2 separate regions of the Sus scrofa genome follow, and region 1 is linked to region 2. A link is a contact called in public promoter capture Hi-C data. All regions are on one chromosome and are shown on one strand. Each heading gives the region's core, a stretch centred on a gene start, on an enhancer-like site or on the middle of the called end of the contact. The rest is flanking DNA. Distances are from core to core; before and after follow the strand shown.

Region 1 (6,938 bases), core at 3,374-5,873, 85 kb after region 2:
AACCACCCCCTTGAGCTAGGGGCATAAGGACGGAGAATAGCTCTCCACCGAGTCCCTCTCCACACTTCACCCCATCACACTTCTGGTCTTTCCCTGTTTAACCAAAACAGCATCAGCAAATTGTCAGTTCACGCCTGGGGTGAATATGAGAAGCAGCAGCCCTTCGCTGGAATTCATATAACTGCATTTTTTCTGGTGGTGCCTGTGGCATGCAGAAGTTCCCTGGCCACAGCTGGACCCCGAGCCACAGCTGTGACAATTGCCAGATCCTTAACCTACTGAGCCACCAGGGAATTCCAAGATCGGCTCATTTAAAAAAATAAAAATTAAAAAAATTTTTTTAAAATTATTTTATTGCTTTATTTTTATTTTTGGCCTCGCCTGCAGCATACAGAAGTTCCTAGGTCAGGGACTGAATCCATGCCACAGCAGTGACAATGTGGGTTCCTGAACCAGCTGAGCCACCAGGGAATTCCAAGGCAATGCTTTTTTAAAGGGTGTATTTCAATATCAGCATTTTAAATACCAGGGACTAGCGTTTCAGAGTACAGTCCTTGTACCAGATACTATTCTAAACATTTTATGTATAATCATTCTCCAGTCACTACCACCCTATGAAGTAGGTACTACTCAAAACTCCATTTCACAGGTGAGACTGAGAGAGGTGAGGTAATGAAATCATGACTGCTGAGGCCAGAGTCCTGGGCACCAGCTCATTTGGGACTTTACTGTGAAGGATTTCACGTATCAGCAGGCCGTAAGAGGGATGATTAATCACGAACCGAGGTGGCAGGACATTTTCTGGTGCATTCTCCCAATCATAGCAAGTGACTCTATTTCCTGCCAGGAAATCTCAAGTTCCGGTGGAAAAAGGTGTAGCCTCAGTTTTCTGTGTTCTCCTGGTCTCTCACTGGTTCTTCACCACTGAGTGGCGCCTTGATGACTTGAAGGACATGCCATACATGTGGTGACTTCTCTCCTCTCGGTGCTTCACCAGCGAGCACTAGGGAAAAGAAAGGGGCTAATTGACAGTTAAGGAATGGCTCTTTTCAGTGAGCTATTGCAAAGAGATTCCTTCCTCAGCGTTTTAGCCATGATTCCGGGGCGGCGGTGAGGAGAGAAATACCAGGCGTGGGGAGCTGGATCTTTTTCTTTGGGGAGGGGGGCACCCACAAGCGGAAGGTCCAGTCCACCTTGTAGTTGCGGCAACGCCGGATCCTTAAGCCGCTGCACCACACGGAAGCTTCCTGGATCTTCTTCTTTTTAATTTGCTTATTTTGTATGCTCTTATGGGAGGGGGAAAAAATAGTTTGCTGGGAGTTCCCTGGTGGCCTAGCCGGTTAAGGACCTGACGTCTGCTGAGCGGAGGATTTCATCCTTGGCTCCGGGCTGGAACTTCCGCATGCTGTGGGAGACGGGGGGGGGGGGGGTAGTCTGGAATCCTCAAAGTCACCGAAGGTTGGAATGGTTTTCAGACGTTTCTGGGTGGAGGTGCAATGGGGGCGAGGCCCTTATTTATTGGAAAGAAATTCTAAAAAAAAAAACAAAACAAAAAAAACAAAACCAAAAAAACACGGAGTTCCCGTCGTGGCGCAGTGGTTAACGAATCCGACTAGGAACCATGAGGTTGCGGGTTCGATCCCTGTCCTTGCTCAGTGGGTTAAGGATCCTGCGTTGCCGTGAGCTGTGGTGTAGGTTGCAGACGCGGCTCGGATCCCGCGTTGCTGTGGCTCTGGCGTAGGCCGGTGGCTACAGCTCCGATTGGATCCCTAGCCTGGGAACCTCCATATGCCGCGGGCGCGGCCCAAGAAATAGCAAAAAAGACAAAAAAAAAAAAAAAAAAAAAAAAGAAATTCTTTCCTCCATTTCTGCCTGTGAGGAGTTAACATTTAAGAATATGTCTCCCTTTGTTCCTTGGTTCCGGTATCGGCTAGAATTTCAGCTGCAAACCTGTGAAGGATGGGCTTAGTTGGGAAACATACAAAGATTGGTTTGGGTTTGCTTTTGCTAAACTTTAACATCCATTTAAGTATACAAAATTTTTAAGTTCAAAAAGCCAAAAGTCTTTATTGACTAGGCTTTAACAGAGAATTTCAGAAAACAAAGTAGACAGGGTGGGGGATGTAGCTCAGTGGTAGAGCGCATGCTTTGCATGTATGAGGTCCCGGGTTCGATCCCCGGCATCTCCACTTTCCTTTTCATGTGTTGTTCCTACAAAACACATAGAATGCGATTGTTAACAGATCTGATTCCTACGGTCACTCGTTGGAGTTTGGAGTTTTACAATAGGCATAATCTGCCCTTCTTGAAATCCCTAACTCTCCAAATGTGTTTTTCTTGGAGGAGGCAAAGGGAAGCAGTTAGCAGGAAAACGTGAAGGCAAAACCTGATAACTGAAACCAGGGCAAAAGTGAGAATAATTATTTAGGGAGTTTACCATACGCTTCCTGGCATTGTGACTGCAGTAAAAGGCCTGGAGGCCCGGTGACTCATTCCTGGCCGTCAGACGCCACTCAAATGTCAGGCGTCTGTACCTGCCCTCGCCCTTCATTTGTGCTGTCCGTAACCACCATTTTCAGAGGGAGCCACCCAAATGGAAACCAGTAGCCTTGGCAGGCAGGATTTTGCTTCCTGCTTCATCAGCAACAGGTCACAAATGATTGCACGAATGGCTGTGGTGCACATACTGTTTATATCTGTATTTATACACTGCACTTTATCATTAAAAATAAAAGCTCTTGGAGTTCCCCGGGAAGGCCCAGTGGAAATGAATCTGGCTAGATGAGGAGGCGGGTTTCACCCCTGGCCTCACTTAGTGGGTGGGGGATCCAGTGTTGCTGTGAGCTGTGGTGTAGGTCACAGATATGGCTTGGGTCCTGTGTGGCTATGGCTGTGGTGTAGGCCTGCTGTTGTAGCTCAGATAGGACCCCCAGCCTGGGAACTTCCATATGCTGAAGGTGTAGCCCTAAAAAGCAAATAAATAAATAAAAATAAAAAGCTCTTTAGGAGTTCCCTGGTGGCCCAGTAGGTAAAGGATCCTGTGTGGTGCAGGTACTTTTAAACTTCCATACACCACTGCCAAGAAAAAAAAGACCATCTCAGCTTAGAGCCAGAGGGATCTGACTCTACACAGCTTTTTTTTTTGGGGGGGGGACTGAAATTCATGAAACGATTCACCAGTGGGTACTAGAGCACTGGTGACAGCTCCTTTTTTGTAAGGAACTTCTGTAAAGGTTATTTCTCCCTAAATGTCAACAAGGTGTTAAAAGAACAAAATATTCTAAAGTTACCAGGCCTAACATGAATCATGTGCTTCTGTTTTACTTTGTGTCTTATAATTCAGTATTTCTGATAGCACAATGACAAAAAAAAAAAAAAAATACCATACAGAACAAATAACAAGGCTTGTCCTGGGAGACAGAACTTTCTAGAAAAGATGTCATGAATCTTTGGAAAACATGTTTTCAATAATTAGATTTTATTTCATAGTTAAAAAACAAACTAACAAAACTCATTATATGAGGTACCAAAAACTTGTCAAATTCATAGAGACAGAAAATAGAATGGTGGTTGCCCAGGGCTGGGGGTGGGGGTAGTTAGTGTTTAATGCGTACAAAATTTCAGTCTAGCAAGCCGAAGAGTGGACACAGATGGCAGTGATGGACACCCAAATACCCCAATTTGATATTGTTTTGAGGTGTAGTCACTTGAAAAGCAGCAAATGCAGAGTGAGGCTTTCACTCAACTCCCCTAATCTGCCCAGACAGATTTTGCAAAAGAAACTCAAGGGAGTTTTCACCAACCAGGGAAGATTGGCTCTTAAAACAGGAGAGACAAACTTTGACACCAAACTTTGTCATCAACTATCTTGTCTCCATCTATTCTTCTATTTTCTCAGTAAAAATTATTTACTCTCCCTTTAAGAGAATTTCCTATTAAGATGGTATTTAAGCCTAAATTCTAAAGCCTTTTTTTTAAGTGACACATTTTCCCCCAGAGGGTAGCTCCCATATATACACAAGGTGTGCATATTACTAAACTATTGTTTTTGTTTTCTTTTGTTTTGTTTCTCTTGCTAATCTGTCTTTCATTACAGGGGTCTCAGCTAAAAGAAGGATTCCCAAAAGGAAAATTATTTTTCCTCCCCTACAATATAATTAATGCCACTGAGCTGTACACTTAAAAATAGTTAAGATGATACATTTTTATGTGTATTTTGCCACAATTTAAAAACAGCAAATTAAAAAACAAAACAAAACCCCAGTGAGTTAAAAAATTTCTTAGTGTTTCTAAGTTAGGCAAATTTGGGTACTGGAACTGAATCTGACTTCCTGACTGGCGGGGGGATAAGATGGGTTATTTTTAAGCTGGAGCAGTTTGTGTTCTGCCACAGAATGCAAATACATAAATGTAAGCAGGAAAACGGACAGAGTAGAGTCCCTAGGGCTTCTTTTTATTTTTTCTCTCCTAAGCTGCAGATTCCCTTTTATGGTTATATAACTGATGATGACGCAAGTCAAACCTTTCCCGTCCAGCTCTCAGATTTCACCCTTTCTCTTGGAAAGAAAATGTTTGCTGGTCACTACGTAGACACTCTCATGACGCTGAGTTAAGTCCCATACAAGGTGGTGACCTTCAGGAGAGCTGAATCCTTTGGGGAAAGGAGGAAAGGCAGACAGGTAGGCTCCAGTCCAATCCCCAACAGCCCAACACCCAGGCCCTTTGTGAGCTCAGCCCATCACGTGCTCTTGCCTGCCCGCCAATCCTGCCGTGTTGCTGGGCCTCTGTCACTCTTCCATTGGTGCCAGCTCTGAAGCCATCCCTTCTGGGGCACCTGCAAAGGATGGATCAGTGGGTGGAAGGAACTGAAAATGGATCCAATGACTCATCCTGCTTCTGGCATATTCTAGCACATTGCATTCTAGGTCAAGGGATTTTAGGTTGTAGGAACGTGACTTGGTACACGATCCCCGAATCCAAGTGGGACATTTAGACTTTGGGAGCCCTTCTCAGCAAACAGAAAAGCAGCTCTAACAAAAACAACAAAAATCCTCCGTAGAGCAGAATTTGTCAACCCATTGCATTGCTGACTTTGGGGGCTGGGTAATTCTGTTTTTGTGGGGGACTGGCCACTGCAGGATGTTTAGTAACATCCCTGGCCTCTACCACTAGATTTTAGCGGCACACCTCAACCCCAACACCACAGCTGTGACAAGCAAAAATGTCTCCAGATACTGCCAAGTGTCCACCAAGGGACCAAGTCGCTCCTGGTTGAGAACCACTGCTCTAGAGAAACAGCATCTACCTCCCTGAGAGTTTACTTCCCCCTCCTCCCTTTCACTTCAGTGCCCTTGGACAAATGTTTATTTCTATTTGCTTCAACAAAACCCACTGTTGGACTTAGAGACCAAAATTCTCTAGTAGAGAATTTTCCTGCTAGAGACAACATCAGTGTTGTTAGCGCCTAAGAATATTGTTTTCTCTTTGGAGATAGCCCTGGGACCCAGTCCTCACCCTTGGAGCCTTTCTTCTTCCCCCTCTCCCCCTCTTTCTCCTTTTCACCTTCCCTTGCCTCTGAAATCAGGTCTGTTTTTCTCTGTAGTTTTTGGACTCTTGAAAAAAAAGCTATGTCACAAAGCTCGTGACTCAGCCTTTAAACAACATGAATCATAAGACCTGCAGTGAAAGAACAGCCAAAAGAAAACAGGGTGTGGTTTGAAGCCAGGCCTAGTCACCTGAGAAAGAACCTCAGCTTTTTGTTCCTCTGAAAACTTCTTTCTGGAATTCAAGAAGGAAACCTTATACAGAGCTTTGATGTTCTGTTCCTTTAAACCCTCTTTTCAGAAATTTAGAAATATCCCTCACAGAAATCTCTACTGGAAGTCACTGAGGTCTCCTGCTAAACTGAAAAATGACATTTTATTTTTATTATTCATTTACATTTCTTGGTAATGAATTCATTCTCTTTGAAAATGTTTAAAACGATAGGAGTTAAAGTCTGTTTTGAATACTGCTTAGACCTTTCCCATAAATACCTACAGACACAGGTTGCCAAAGAAAACATAGTTTTGTTTTTATTCTCATTTTAAGTACAGTATTTAAATAACATAATGTTTATAATTCCAACAGGAATGTAGTCTTTTCCTAATAGCAGGGTATTTTTTAGTCGGTTCTCTCTTTTTCTATATATTTATTGAAAGCTTCAAGGGTAAAAATTAAAAACACCCTCCCCACATTTATAGAAATAGAGAATATTTCTAGAAGAGTCTAGAAAGAACAGTGGCTAGGGAATTGAGTGCATGAGGGAGGTTTTTCATTATAAACTATAGAAAACCTGTTTTAAGTTTTCATCACGTTCATATATTTTAAAACATTTTTAAAATATGCCTTTGGAAAAAAATTTAAGTATGCTTTTTGAAAAAAGGAAAAAATATGCTGGAGAAATGACACAGAGATCACAAAATAAAATATCAAAATGAAAAAGATCTGACTGGTGATCTTTTTCTTTTATCCAAATGGAATTTGTCTATAGATTTAAATTTCATACTTGGGGTCTTTTTTCCACCAGGACTATACAGAACTTACAATTAGTGTCCTTTTAAAAATCTCAGGCTCAGCGATAAGAAAGGAAATGTATATATATGCATGACTATCATTTTGCTGTAAAGCAGAAATTGACATTATAAATCAACTACAATAAAAAACTTCATTAAAAAATAAAATTAAAAAAAAGAAAAAAAGAAAACGTGGGTTTAAATAGATTTGATTTCTGATTTCTGAGTTCAAATGGCAGCAGAAGTGAAATTCTGATGCCTTCTTGCTCATAATCGGGAACAAAACAGGAAGGCCGAAGAGCAATCCGCAAAGTTCTGTCAGCTTTCAGGTCCAGCGCAAGGAGTGTTTCACAGCTGTGTGGAATTTTTGCTTTTACTTTTCAA
Region 2 (7,145 bases), core at 1,078-3,577:
TCCCAGCCTTAAAGGACAGACAGGAGATAGACAGGCAGGCTGTGAGCTACGGTGCTGCCAGTATTTACTCCACAACCCCCACAGGTCAGGTGCAGGCCAGCACTGGGCCTGGTCATCTCCTGTCACCCTCACATCCACCCAATGACACGGGCCTCTCATTCTGCCCATTTAACAGATAAGAAACTGAGGCTCAGGGAGGTCCAGTGACTTCCTTCGGATTGCATGGCTAGTCAGATTACAAATAGGTCTCACCAACCTCACAGGACCACCCTTCTGTGAAATCAGTTTGTAAAACATCAGGGCTAGGCAATCCCCAGGAGAACAGCTGGCAGAGAAGAGAGAGATGGGGAGTTTCTGTTGTGGCTCAGTGGGTTAAGGACCTAACACTGTCTCTGTGAGGATGCAAGTTCAATCGCTAGCCTTGCTCGGGGGGTTAAGGATCTAGCATTGGCATGAGCTGTGGTGTAGGCTGCAGATGAGGCTTCAGTCTGGTGTTGCTACGGCTGTAGTGTAGGCCGGCAGCTGCAGCTCTGATTCGACCTGGGAACTATTTCATATGCCCGGGAACTTCCATATGCCACAAGTGCAGGCGTGAGAAAAAAGAAGAAAAAAACCCAGTGTGCTGAGCCGAGGATTGAAAAAAGAGAGAGACAGAATCAAGGCAAAGTAACACGGAATGAGGATGTAGTTCCACTCCTGGCTCTTCTTAGGAGTCAAGTCTGTCTCCCAGGTCAACAAACATTAACTTAGCAACTATGACCTGAAAGGCCCTGACAGTAATAAGCCAAGCGCTCTTCTAGGAGCAGGCAGGAGGGAGAGGGAAGCCAAGGGAAGGGGCTCCGTGGAAGCTATGACACCCATCGCACTGGCGTGCTTGGAAGCTGCCAGGTGGCAGGGTTTGCAAATACACAGCCAACAAGGAGACATTGTGAGCCTGGAGGGGGTAGGGCAGGGGACCCGGTGTTGATAAAGTCAGACCTGTGCTTCAAGGCTGCCCAAGCAAAACACACAGTGGTGTTGAGGGGGAGGGAAGAAAAGCAGGAAGCAGGAAAACGAACCTGTGTTCAGAGAAGAGGAAATGAAAGCCCCAGAGGAGGTGCTGGCATTGGGGGGGAAAGGGAGTGATGGAAGAAGCCAGAATCACTGGAGTCCCTGGTGCCAGCGGAGGGGGCGAGAAGGGGAGGAAAGGGTCCTAATAGGTGAAGACCCCAGAGGCCGGGGGTACCCAGGAGGTAGGTGGACAAGCCAGGTAGAGCTGGGAGAAAACTTCTCACCCAGGTCCACACCCAGCCCGGTGGCTCCTGACACCAGGGTGGGAGTTGGAAGGGAGGCCCTGGCCCAGGTTCCATTCAGGGTAGGTATATAAACATGTGAGGGGATTTCCACCTGGATCCCAAAGACAGAACCCTAGCTGACCATCCTTCTCCTAGGGGCCTGGAATCCAGGCTGGCCTTCTAGTGGGGTCAGCCTGGTGGGGTACGAGAGGGCAGCCCAAGGTACCAATGGCTGGCAGGTGACCCCCTCCCTCCACCAAGAGACCAGAAAATCTAAAGTCAGAAAGACCCTGTGTCAGGGAGAAGCCCCCCCAGGCTGGATGGCAAGACCCCAGGGAGCTCCCCACTTTACAGATGAACACTTAGCAAGGGACTTCTCGGTCTACAACGGTCCCAAGGCCCGAGGGGCGATCCTGCCAGGGAGATGGATGCTGCAATGAAGAGAAAAGGAAGTGAGAGCCCGCACAGACAAGGGGGCAAAGCCCCACAGTCAGAAGATGCGCTACACCCTGAAGAGGGGCCCCCATCTCCAATGGCTCCTCCAGGCCTCAGAGTAGGGAAACTGGAAATCAGGAGTCCAACTCCAACTACGAGGTGGGGTCCTGACATCAACGCTCAGGCATAGGAGGCGCCCCGGACCCCAGGAGGAAGGTCCTTCTGCCAAGGTGGTTCCTTGGACCCCTTGGGTGGAAGCCGATTTCTGGAAGCTCCCGGCCCCCAGAACACGCGCCCTGCACTCACCCAGGGCCAGGCCGCAGACGGCGCCCGCGGCCTCCCGAAAGCTGTCCATCTGCGTGTTCTTCTTGCTGTCAGGCTCCCACATCACCTGGCACTCCAGGATCTCCTCCTGCCCGGCCCGCGTGTCCTTGGACATGGCTGCGGCAGGGACGCCGCGGCTGCGCTGGGACGGGAGACCGGACCGGGGACGGCGGCTGACGCTGGGGTGCGAGACTACTGGCTGAGCTGCTCTGCTGACTGAAAGCAACTGCAGCGGGCGCGACCACCCGGTAGGACACCCGGGGAGCCCCGCCCCCTCCAGGCCCCCCCTCTGTAGGCCCCACCCCTCTCGAGGTGTAACCCTCCGCGGGAGTCGCGCCTCGCAAAGGAGTGCTGCCGCCGCAGGACTGAAATCTTCATACACCGGCCAGGTGTCTGCGCCCGCTCCGTGGGCACAGGCTCCCCAACATCGCCTGGAGCGTGGAGGGGTTAAAGCAGCGCTAAGTCTCTGATTGGAAACCACCATCCATCACCTTGATTCTGGACTGGCCTGGTAGAGCCTGTTATTCAGTAGCTGCTGGAAATAGAAGTCTATCAGCTTCTTACCCCAGAAGTTCTTCTCGCCCTTCCCTTGAGTCCCACTTCCTGACTCCTTTGTTAGAACTTGGGCAAAATCAGTTTTCCGCTACAACCTGTCTAAGCTCCAAGACTGCTTATTTAAGCCAGCGGCAGGTCTTTGTTCTACTTTCCAAAATATCTCCATGCATATGCAGACACTTAAAGAAGTCTATCTATGTAAACTTATATATGGGTATCTATAGATACGAATCCTGTATAGGTCAGATATATAGGATACATATATATTCACATACAGCATATACATATAAATGGGGATAAGTAAATGATGGAAGAGTCAGCCAATGGACTGTGCCAAGTTTGCTGAGTTAACCAGGCCAAAGAGCTGGTGGAGGATTTTTCTGGCTTTGCTGGTGTGGTTGCCTCGGTCCTCCCTGCCCACCCATGGGGCTGTGGAAATCGGGTGGATGGTACGTACCTAGGAGGAGATGGTACGTACCCCAAGTGATGTGTCAAAGTTCAACCTCTCCACTTCCTCTCCAGCCCCAAGGGGAGAGCAGAGGAGAAAATATGGCAACAAGTCAAGATCTTCAACAGGAATAGAGATAAATAAATGGTGGGGAGTCATCGGATGGAATCCATGGGCAACATGGATGGAACCCGTTCCTCCGCGGTGACCCAAGCCATTGCAGTTGGATTCTTTTTTACAGCCACAGCTGCTGCATATATAGGAGTTCCCAGGCTAGGAATGGAATCGGTGCTGCACCTGCCAGCCTACACCAAAGTCACAGCAACATCCCATCTTAGCCATTTCTGTGACCCATGCAGCAGCTCACAGCAACGCTGGATCCTTTAACCCATTGAGCAAGGCCGGGGATTGAACCTGCATCCTAATGGGTTCTTTCTCTTTTTTTTGCCTTTTCTAGGGCTGCTCCTGCGGCATATGGAGGTTCCCAGGCTAGGGGTCAAATCGGAGCTGTAGCCCCTGGCCTACACCAAAGCCACAGCAACAATGGATCCGAGCCGTGTCTGCAACCTACACCACAGCTCATGGCAACGCTGGATCGTTAACCCACTGAGCAAGGGCAGGGACCGAACCCCGCAACCTCATGGTTCCTAGTCGGATTCGTTAACCACTGAGCCACTCTCCCCAATCCTAGAGATTTAGACCAGCCATACAAGCCATCTAAAGCATGCTACGGTTTAATCTCTAAATTGTTTTGAGCAGGGAACGGAATGTGACCAGATGAGGTGACTCTCCACCCTCTGGTTTGATTTGGCTTCTTATGTATTTGCAAAGTTCATTTTTCAGACGCCAGGCTTCCAAAGAAAAGGATCATGAAAAATACAGTCTCTAGTGTATTCAGCAGGCACAAAAAGTGAAGGAGGGGTTAGATGGTGCAATAGGATACAGAGAAATCTTATTCTCTCCGACCTCCAGAAGGCTGCACTTGCTTGGAAATCTTCCCCCACCACTCCACTCTATTGTAGGTGGTTATAATTCAAAGAAGTGCCCAGATTCGGTAATCCTATAGCCCGGGGCAAAATATCAATGCAAATATTTAGGGAGAGGTTACTTGAGAGTTTTAGAGTTGTCAATATTGTCAATATTTTAAGACTATATTGAGCATTTCTTTTGGATATTCCAGGCAATTTACACCTTTCTTTTATTTTTCTTGGCGTTCTTTTATTTATTGTGTGTATTTGTACTGATTCTTTTGGGTTTGGGAGTCTTTTTTTAATTTTTTGGATGCCACGAGAGTGTTCGAATATGCTGGAGAAGTTCTCAGAAGAAGGGATAGCCCCCTAGGGACAAAGCTGCTCGGTTCTGTGGCTCTGCTCCTTTCTCCTCCAATTGGCACGACAAACGTCCCCGCGGCCCATCCGGACAACCTCTCAGGACACCAGCCCGCCCCGCCCATCCAGGAGCCCGCGCCCTCGCTGCCGGCGGAGGGATCCAGTCCACACTGACGAACCACACTCAGCTCGCACACTGATTGGCTGCCAGGGAGCTGGCCTCACATCGGCCCAGGCCTTTCATGGTGAAAGGCGGGCCTGAGATCCAACCAATTGAGAGGCGTCCCGGTGCCTCGAGGCCACGCCTCTCAGCCAATCGCAAAGGAAATCCGGAAAAAGGAGTGCGGGGCGGGATCACCCTTCGACTGTTAAGGGCGGGTGTAGTCACCTTGACAACCTGTCCCCTGCGGGTCTGTCCTGCTGTGACTCTTTGTCTCCCTCAATTCCGAAATATTCACCTTTGAGCTTACTGAGTTACAGGAGTTACAGCCTTGAGCTTGACTTCTGGGGAGCAAAAAGGAGGGATTTGCGTCTGAAGGGCTAGGACACGCTTATTCTTTCACGTTAATGTTCAGGTGTGTATTTTGGGCTCCTAGCATGTGTGAGATTCAATGCACTTGATGAATCAGACCGATAAGGAGATTTGATGCTCTCTTCGCCCCAATTGTCCCGAAAAGACTCATTACCCCTCTGGAAGACAAAATGCGCAGGGGAAGCTCTCAATTCCCCTCTTTAGAGCAGGACCAGGACCTGGCTGGCCTGTCTCAGGTTGTGCTGTCTTGGGGTGAGGTCTGAGGCTCTGAGGGATCTTGCAAAGGTGACAGTGGTCAGATTCTGGGACACCACTAAGCGATACAGACATTTCAAGGCAGCTGTTGTGTCTTGTCAGAGACTTCAGAACTTCAATGCATTGCAGCATATCCCAATTCCCCCAGGGCAGAACCGTAGAAAAATAACTTAGCTTTTCCTCGCAGGATTCAATCTTTCAATATTTATGGGAGACACTGTTTAGGGAAAGATCCTTGGTGTTTTCTTATATGCTACCAGTAATAACAAATTCCACAATAAATAAAACAAAATAAACACATAAATAAATATTATGAAGTCTTTCTTCTCTAAATGGTAATATACTATCCACCCAAACTCAGAGGTTGAAAAACAAGGCCAAGCCACTTAAATTCTTATGAGCATAGGGAAAAAAATGAAGAAATGCTGATACTGTGTTATGGTTTAAATGCATCTGCGACCCACACCACACAACAACTCACAGCAACACTGGATGCTTTACCCATTGAGCAAGGCCAGGGATCAAACCTGAGTCCTTGTGGATGCTAGTCAGATTCATTTTCGCTGAGCCACCACAGGAACTCCTAAATGCCTACTTTACATGTTTACATTTAATAATGTAATACTTTTAATTAAGGCTAATTATTTTTAACATATACAGTGTTAGAATATATACACAGTACGGGAGTTCCCGTTGTGACACAGTGGTTAATGAATCGACTAGGAACCATGAGGTTGCGAGTTCAGACCCTGGACTTGTTCAGTGGGTTAAGGTTCCGGCGTTGCCGTGAGCTGTGGTGTAGGTCGCAGACGCGGCTCGGATCCCGCGTTGCTGTGGCTGCGGCCCTAGAAAAGGCAAAAAGACAAGAAAAAAAAAAGAATATATACACAGTATGATGCTTTGTGCTATTCAGAAGAAATTTTCAGGTTTCATTAAAGATTTTGATTCATTATGTGCTTACGACAAAGGGTATGCTTAAGTTTAAGGTTGTATGAGTACAGTATACTTGCAAAACTTAGTGAACCCTCTTTGAGATAAGTTCAGGAGTTCCCTGGTGCTTCAGCAGGTTAAGGATCCAGTGTTGTCACTGCTGTGGCTAAGGTCACTGCTGTGGCACAGCCTGGGAACTTCTGCATGCCAAGGGCCCAGCCAAAAAAAAAAAAAGGCAAGTTCAGAGGCTAACTTGAGACTTTGATGATGGTGGGAGCTAGAGTTGAATTAAAATAAATATAGAGGAGTTCCCATTGTGGCTCAGCAGGTTAAGAACCCGGCTAGTATCCATAAGAATGTAGTTCCAATCCCTGGCCTTGCTCAGTGGGTTAAGGATCCTGCATTCCTGTGGGCTGTGGTGTAGTTCCCAGACAAGGCTTGGATCCCTTGTTGCTGTGGCTGTGGTGTAGCTCCGATTCAACCCATAACCTGGGAATTTACATATGCTGCAAGTGCAGCCCTAAAAAACTAAAATAAAGTATAAACGATGTAAGTATGACTGAAAATATTAAAGTAGAAGGAGAAAAATGACACACCAATTATATAACTCTAGAAATAAAAAGGGAATTTAACCTGAGCCCATAGCTTGTACCTCTGGTAGGGCTACATGATCCATTTCCTTTTCTGTTATTTTCTCCAGTTATGTTTTGTAAACATTTTTCTGAGCATAGAGATATGTATGAAATATTTATGTTTGTACAGCTTATGTATGAATTCCCAGATTTCTTTTTTTTTTCTTTTTGCCATTTCTAGGGCCACTGCCGTGGCATATGGAGGTTCCCAGGCTAGGGGTCGAATCGGAGCTGTAGCCACCGGCCTACGCCAGAGCCACAGCAACGTGGGATCCGAGCCGAGTCTGCAACCTACACCACAGCTCACCGCAACGCCAGATCCTTAACCCAATGAGCAAGGCCAGGGATGGAACCTGCAACCTCCTGTTTCCTAGTCGGATTCGTTAACCACTGCACCACGAGGGGAACTCCACCCTCTGCCTCTTTGGAGCA

What was found. Promoter capture Hi-C pulls out the DNA fragments that hold promoters and counts their contacts.
Region 1: a promoter capture Hi-C map of liver shows a contact between it and region 2, with 3 times the contacts expected there. The contact joins the promoter of UBC here to the promoter of AACS in region 2. A contact is called at or near these places in 1 of 5 promoter capture datasets (liver), 8 of 47 Hi-C or Micro-C datasets (heart right ventricle, liver, mesenteric adipose tissue and 2 more) and 1 of 2 datasets of contacts at active chromatin or transcription factors (skeletal muscle).

What each region holds. Positions count from the first base shown.
Region 1 is chr14:28,249,234-28,256,171 of Sscrofa11.1, forward strand. It overlaps UBC (polyubiquitin-C), which reads left to right and starts at 4,624. Exons shown (of 3, transcript XM_021074017.1): 1 at 4,624-4,679. It overlaps TRNAA-UGC (a tRNA gene), which reads left to right and starts at 2,118; the gene lies at 2,118-2,189.
Region 2 is chr14:28,166,934-28,174,078 of Sscrofa11.1, forward strand. It overlaps AACS (acetoacetyl-CoA synthetase), which reads right to left and starts at 2,328. Exons shown (of 18, transcript XM_021072487.1): 1 at 2,016-2,328. The coding sequence starts at 2,148.